Linked DNA regions of Mus musculus: region 2 is linked to region 1. Evidence: chromatin contacts called from public HiChIP or PLAC-seq data. All regions are on one chromosome and are shown on one strand. The core of a region is the stretch at or near the end of the contact, and the rest is flanking DNA. Distances in the headings are between cores, read along the strand shown. Region 1 has its middle 47 kb from the start of Gm25800. Region 2 overlaps Efna5 (ephrin A5).

Region 1 (2,964 bases), core at 8-2,507:
AAATCCTAAGTGTGTACCACCACACTGAGATTTTCGTATTTTAATTTTCTGAAAACTTATCTTCACATATGAATATTCAGGTGGGGTCTATTATTTTCTTTCTGTTTTTTGTTTTTCAATCTAGCTTGTATTTTAGGACATGTTAGATAAAAATTTCTGTGTGCCTCTGTAGAGAAAAAAAAAAAGAGATGGGAAGGCTTGCTGTGGGAGGAATTGGGAAAAAAGGAAGTCTTTGAAGATCACAGTTGGAGTTACATGATTCCCTTGTTATGTTCTCTTACTGGCTCTCTGCCCATGGAGTCCTTCCTCTCTCACACCGTTGCCTGGTTCTTTTAAGTGCTATACGGTGGTACCAGCAAGTCTGGACTGCCAGGTGTGTTGGCCCAGGCAGAGGACGCTGGTTAAAGGTTAGTCCTTTGCAGGGCTTTAGTACTTCTTCCTCTTCAGGGCTCCTATTGGTTAGAGTTTCTGCCTGGCACCCTGTTCCTGTGGCCAACTCTGCTCAGAACCTGAGGGAATCCATTCACCATCTCTGAGGTCTTTGGTGCAGCATACTTCTTGGGATCTCAGCTCTTTTCCGTGTGTGTGTGTCTGTAAGCGTGTGCATGCATGCTTGAAATTCTTGCTTGAGTTGCCACTTCCTCTAAAAATTCAGAATTCTGTGCAGGGACCCACTTCCACACATTTGCTTTTCTAGGCTATTCTCTTTTGTATGCTTAGAGACTCATAGACATCTTTCCCCAGGTTCTGGAATTTCAAAATAGTTCATTATAGATACCTTTTCCTTTTCTAAATCTGCTTTGTTAAAGAACAGGGGTGGGGAGTCGGTGAGGTAGTGGGTGAGGGAGAGAGAATAAGATATGAAGTTTAGTTTTCCTTAGAGCCTCCTCCAGTGTCTCCACCTCAGTCCCTTTATAGGGTGCTGTAATAGGTGATAATGTGCTAAAAGCAGTGTCTGTTAGGATCCAGGAAGTCCTCATTGTCTTCAATTATAATCGTTAAGATTCTAAACCCCCCAGACACATTTAAAGCTGAAATCTAAGCCTCTGTCTGGGACCGCTCTTCAATCATATTTATTTTCTGGTGAGAGTAATATTTTTCTTTGGCAGATAGTTTTTCAAACTAGAGCTACGCAATGCTAGCCCTGGAAGTAACTTCAAGAGATGATTTTACATTCTTAACTCTATTGTTGAGAAGCCCCGTGGGGTGAGTCAGACCTACTGGCCTGAGTCATCTGGTGATTTAGTAGTGATCACTAGAACCTTTCTGTTAAAGGCCATGGTTTTCATGACCCTCTACTTCTCTGCTGGAAGTCACACACCGGGACGAAGACACTGTGTGCTCATTGCTCCTGTCAATCATTCAACAAATATTATTGAACACCTACGTAAGGAATGTGAGGTGCTGGCACATGACTAATCCATATAAACAGCATGATTGAGATGCAAGCTGGGTATTCATTTCTGTTCACCTCTTCTAGTATTCAAGTCCTTTTCCTAGGAACTGAATAAAGGAAAAAAAAAAAAACAAAAACAAAACAAGGAAACAAAATTAGTTCCTGGGTTGTTTATGTAAATGTTTTGCTATGAGAAGAGACAGGTTAAGCTTTTTTTTTTTTTTTTTTTTTTTTAAAGATTGGAATTAAGGCTACGATTAGAATGTGTTGGATGCAAAGTTTGAGGAGTTTAGATTTAGCAATAAATTGCCCAGATGTTAATTTTCTCTAAACACTCTTATTAGTCTGTGTGCTCCTTTGTTTCACAGTTAGCTTATCAGTGTAGCTTGAAAACGATAGTCACTGTGGGTACCGTCGTCGGAAACTGCAAATGAACCTCACTGGGGCCACTAGAAAGAGAGTTGATCTCTCAGCAGTCTCTTCCTTCCTTCCAACCCCTTAGGTTTAGCTTTCGGTGGCCATTTTTTAAATAGCAAGTCTCTGAGATAACAGAGTTTGGCAGGTATCGCGAAGGCAGGAGAGATAGCACCAAGACCGTAAGCCCGGGTCAAATGAATCTTCATCCATCTGGAGATAAGAATCAGGATGGGGTGTTGAAAGGGCCCGAGTCAGGAGTCAGACTGCTTTGACATCACTGTTGACCCCCAGGCTGCTATCTACCCCAAGGACCCACTTCACTCACCTTTAAAACACAGATGGAACTTCTGCCCTGCCCATAGCACAGTGTTCTGATCAAATGAGATCAATGCAAAAGCTTTGGGTCCTGGAAACCCCTGGGAAATGAAAGCAGTCTTCTTCCAAACATACAGACCTTTTCCAGGAACAAGTATTTACTCTGACAGATTAGCATTTTACTCCCTTTCTGTGTGTTGGGACTTTGTTGAAAGCGTTGTCCTTGACACTTGCAGGAGATGGGTTCGTGGCTGGTGGAAGGAACTGGAACGGCTTCTCCTGTCCCTTCATTAGCTCCAGGCACAGGACTGAATTGTTTTACGGAATCTCAGTTTGATTGACATGCGGGAGCAGCAGTTTTAGCACGCCCACCAGAGACCTCCTGTTCCCAAGGAATCATGGGAGTACTATTCCGTCAACCCAAGATGCGGTTTTTCTGAGCGGTGTCTGCAATGTTGCCTCGTGCTGACCAATACCAACCTGTGTTACACTGATACCGACACCGGTTACATTTGTGTCTTGCGGGTACTGAATGCTCTGTCGTGTGGTGGCAGAACCAAGTAAAGTGTCTTTCTCAACGCCAATTCATCCCTGATTCATTGGACACGTACTTGTTGAGTTGGCACTAGGCTAGGAACTGGAACTAGAAGCCAATGTGCCAGGGACAATCAAGGTCACGGAATGATTACACCTCATCGTGGTCAAGCTGTGCCTGTCCGTAGTTAAAGCTATTCTGGTTCTTTTCATAGTCATGATCTCCTTTCCTGGCAACAGCAGAAATCTGGTCTCAGAGACAGCACAGCTGGAAGACAGTGGCTGCTTTGGGGAAATACTTT
Region 2 (3,318 bases), core at 110-2,609, 280 kb before region 1:
CGGACTTCCCTTGTGCTAGCACATGGCTTACTGTTGTGATGTTTGCAGAGGTGAATAACCTTCTCCACGGCTTGTCCAGCTGATAGCCACTGTACTTACCCCACATTTGAAATAAAGAGAGGCTGATTCTGGCTTTCCTAGAGAATGCATGTGTGAACATGGATGTGCAGTTTGGAGCCTTTGGACACGTGGAGCAACTGAAGTCATCCCAAGTCTTATGGGGGTCATCTACTGTCTAAGTGGTAACCAGTAAAAGTTCTTTGCATTTGAACATAATTATGAGAACCTCTGGCTTCCTGTAGACACAGGGTCAGGTAAACTACAGGTGTCTTGATAACTCTATTCAGAGAAGAATTATTCCCCAAACGGGTACAGATTGATCGGGTTCATTGTAAAATTGCTCAGTTCCCCCCTCTTATAAATAAAAATCAGCCCACATTGTCATTCTCACAGCTTTTGGTAGGTAAACATTTCCCTCATCAAGCTATTCCTGGGGATGCCTGCCTACAGGACCAGCTAAGGCAAGAGGTGAATAAAATACACTCTTGAATTAAATATTGTCCCACATCGGACATGGGGACAAAAACACACCTGACGGTCAGCAAGCGTTCTTCGAACTAGCACATACAAGGATAACTATAAACTGTTTCATTTGGGTAGTCTTCCACTTGCAGAAGAAACACAAAGAACTGAAAACTAAAAATTTCAGCAAACTGGATCCAATAAAGAGCAAACAACCCGTTTCGATGTATGGCAGTGTCTTTAAAATTCAGAAATAAGGGATCCCCCCCCCACCCCCCCCACCCCCGGTCCTGTATTCCATGGGCGTTTCTTCTTACCCCTTGGTTTCGTATGTAAACTAGAAAATGAAAACCAGACCCAGTGACCCAAAGGGGATGAAGCATGTTTGTTTTGTCTATTATATTTCTCTGCTCACGCCTAGATGCCTTGCATCCCTGTCCCCCGTGTTTGAAGTCGAGAGCTGGGAACAGACATGAGATTGAGGTCCCAGGGGGAAGCCAAGTTCAGCCTGAGCTGGTGAACTCTCGGAGACTAAGGGCATATAACTCCGAGCTAAAGACGCTCAAGTATGACGTTTCTGTCAGGAGTGCAGAGACCCGTGTGCCTCCACAAACAGGTTTTCTTTGTGGTAGTCTGAACCAGCTGAGCGCCGTGGCAATTTTCCTTGAGTAACTAGTTCCAATGGACGACAGCGAGTTTAAACACGAGCCCCAGATTACAAAGTGTTTTCTGCCCAAAGTGTTTTGCTGGAATTTTTTTTGGGGGGGGGGAGACGACGGGGGGGGGTAGTGTGCCAATATTGTGAAACATTAGCAGGGTTTTGTAAGAGGCCAAACATAGGACAAAATAGGTGAGAGGGGAAAGCGGAGACACTGGAAGAGCAGCTCATGAAAAAATGTCTGTGCACCTAGTAGCTCGCAAAGAAATAGGGGGTAAGTGGGGGATGGCGTGGGAACACAAGGCTGATTTTAGGTCACTCGCTGGCAAGGTGTTCTGTCTACTGTTCGAATGGGTTTTAATCCTAGGCTGCTGTGTCATGTGCTTGGGACCTTAAGTAATTACTATTAAGAATGTCACAATAAACCGGAGCCATTAGAAGGATAGTGGAGATTTAGTCCCATAGTCAAGCGCTATAAACATGTGAGTGTAATTTAGGAATCCTTTCTGCGGCTGGGCCCCATAAAATGGCCTCTTTCCTCCCTGGCTTTCCAACGTCTCACCTGCAAAGCAGTAATCAGCGTAGTCATTCTTTCCAGCCGCCTTGTAATTTATCTGACTGCAGAGAACCGTGACGGAGGTAGATTGTGGTTGGGGCGGTGACCCGCACCTTTTGCTCTTTTTGTGTGCTTTGCGAGGGACTCGCCCATCTAACCCTGCCGGATTCTCTGTGCTGTGCAAGCAATTCTGCCTTCTCTGGAGAGAGACCAAGAGGCGGAGTTCAGAGTGGCGGCCAGCAGGGGGCGCCCTTGCCAGATAAGAACAGTTTTTTTTTTTTTTTTCTTCCCCCAATACCAACATAGCACAAACATCACACAGTCGCTATCCTGTCCTTTTAAATTAATTTGGCTCAAGATTGGCCCCCAGAAACATTTTGCTTTGTGTTCCCAGCTCCCGGGCCACACCTGTCTGACAAGTTCTTCCACATCACTGTTTCCAGCTTCCATCACCTTAGCTGCCAAATGGTCACCTTTTACTTAGAAACTGGAGAGTGGTTTTTTTTCTCTCTTTCTATATCACAGGTCAAGCTGAAGGGCACAGTCACCTGCAGGGAATGGGACCAAGTATGTTCACTGAGCATTTTGCTGTTTTACATGAGCTCACCAAGAAAGAATGTCTCTACGAGGGAAGGAAAAACCTGTTTCCTTAGAGTGGCCCACAGCTTGTTTTCTCTTGTCAGGGTGATAGCTCTTTGGTTCCTGCCAGTGGGTATACACTGGGAAAGGTGGGAAAAGATCCTGAAAATTCCAGGGGTGGGCGATTCTTCTAGCTGGGAGGACAGTGTCTGATTCCTAAGGGTGACTCAGTACAGTAATTCTGACAGTCTAAACAGCACGCACACACACAAATACATGAGTGTGAATGTGTGGTAGATGACAGTCTATCAGGGTGGTGACTAGAGGAAGCATTTTGTTTCTTAAAAGCTTGGCTTCCATGAACTTGGTGCTGGACCTTTATTGGATAAAGTCCTCCCACCCAGCCAGACAGCCAGACGTCTGCACAGGAAGAGTTCCCAGTGCACACCAGGGCCTGTTACCACAATCTAATGCTTTATCGGGAGAGCCTTTTCTCGACTGCCCGAGCCACTAGGATCCTGTGCCCTCTGCTCTGCTGGAGGACGAGCTGCCCTGACACTAGAACGACTGCCACTCTGGCTGAGGTGAGGTGGAGGGCAGAACCTGCAGCAGGGGATGCTGTACTCTGCTTCAGGCTCTGAGCCCTCCTCTGCTCCCCATCCTCTGAGGCTGGCTCCAGTTTTCAGCTAGTCCTCAGGCAGCCGTGATTCGCAAATCACTGCTTCCTGTTACACATTCTAAAAGGGAAAGAACACAAGGACCTTGAGAGCAGGTACTTAGCGCCGAGGCAGCAAGGTGAACTCATTGAGTCTCGGGTAGCTTTCAGGAGTCTGTGCGCAGTGAGTTTGTTCAGATGTTTAGTAGTTGGCAGTTATTTGAGGACATGACGTTTTCTTGCTTTTCAGCCCCTTGCAAGTCTTTAACCATTTCAGCTATCTAAAGAGAGAGTCACAACTCCTTTATCTGTTGGTTCTAGTTTGCTCATGTAAATGGCCTGGTTAAG

The links. HiChIP or PLAC-seq counts read pairs in DNA pulled down with a chosen protein or histone mark.
Region 2: an HNF4G HiChIP or PLAC-seq map of pancreatic cancer cells shows a contact between it and region 1. The contact joins two enhancer-like sites. A contact is called at or near these places in 2 of 484 Hi-C or Micro-C datasets (nephron progenitors and ventricular fibroblasts) and 3 of 115 datasets of contacts at active chromatin or transcription factors (embryonic limb bud, embryonic stem cells and pancreatic cancer cells).

The regions. Positions count from the first base shown.
Region 1 is chr17:62,503,129-62,506,092 of GRCm38.p6, reverse strand. No RefSeq gene overlaps it. Among named protein-coding and RNA genes, the nearest start is that of Gm25800, 47 kb to the right of the region's middle. Within about 2 kb of position 1,257, at least 32 of the 459 cell types and tissues checked have an H3K27ac peak or open chromatin away from gene starts, as enhancers often do. A contact at or near this core is called in pancreatic cancer cells, where this site is marked.
Region 2 is chr17:62,782,767-62,786,084 of GRCm38.p6, reverse strand. All of the region lies in intron 1 of Efna5 (ephrin A5), which reads left to right. It overlaps Gm52303 (a long non-coding RNA gene), which reads right to left. Exons shown (of 2, transcript XR_003952355.1): 1 at 1,743-3,318. Gm46583 (a long non-coding RNA gene) reads left to right here. Exons shown (of 2, transcript XR_001782160.2): 2 at 1-3,318. Among named protein-coding and RNA genes, the nearest start is that of Gm52303, 6.2 kb to the right of the region's middle. Within about 2 kb of position 1,359, at least 144 of the 459 cell types and tissues checked have an H3K27ac peak or open chromatin away from gene starts, as enhancers often do. A contact at or near this core is called in pancreatic cancer cells, where this site is marked.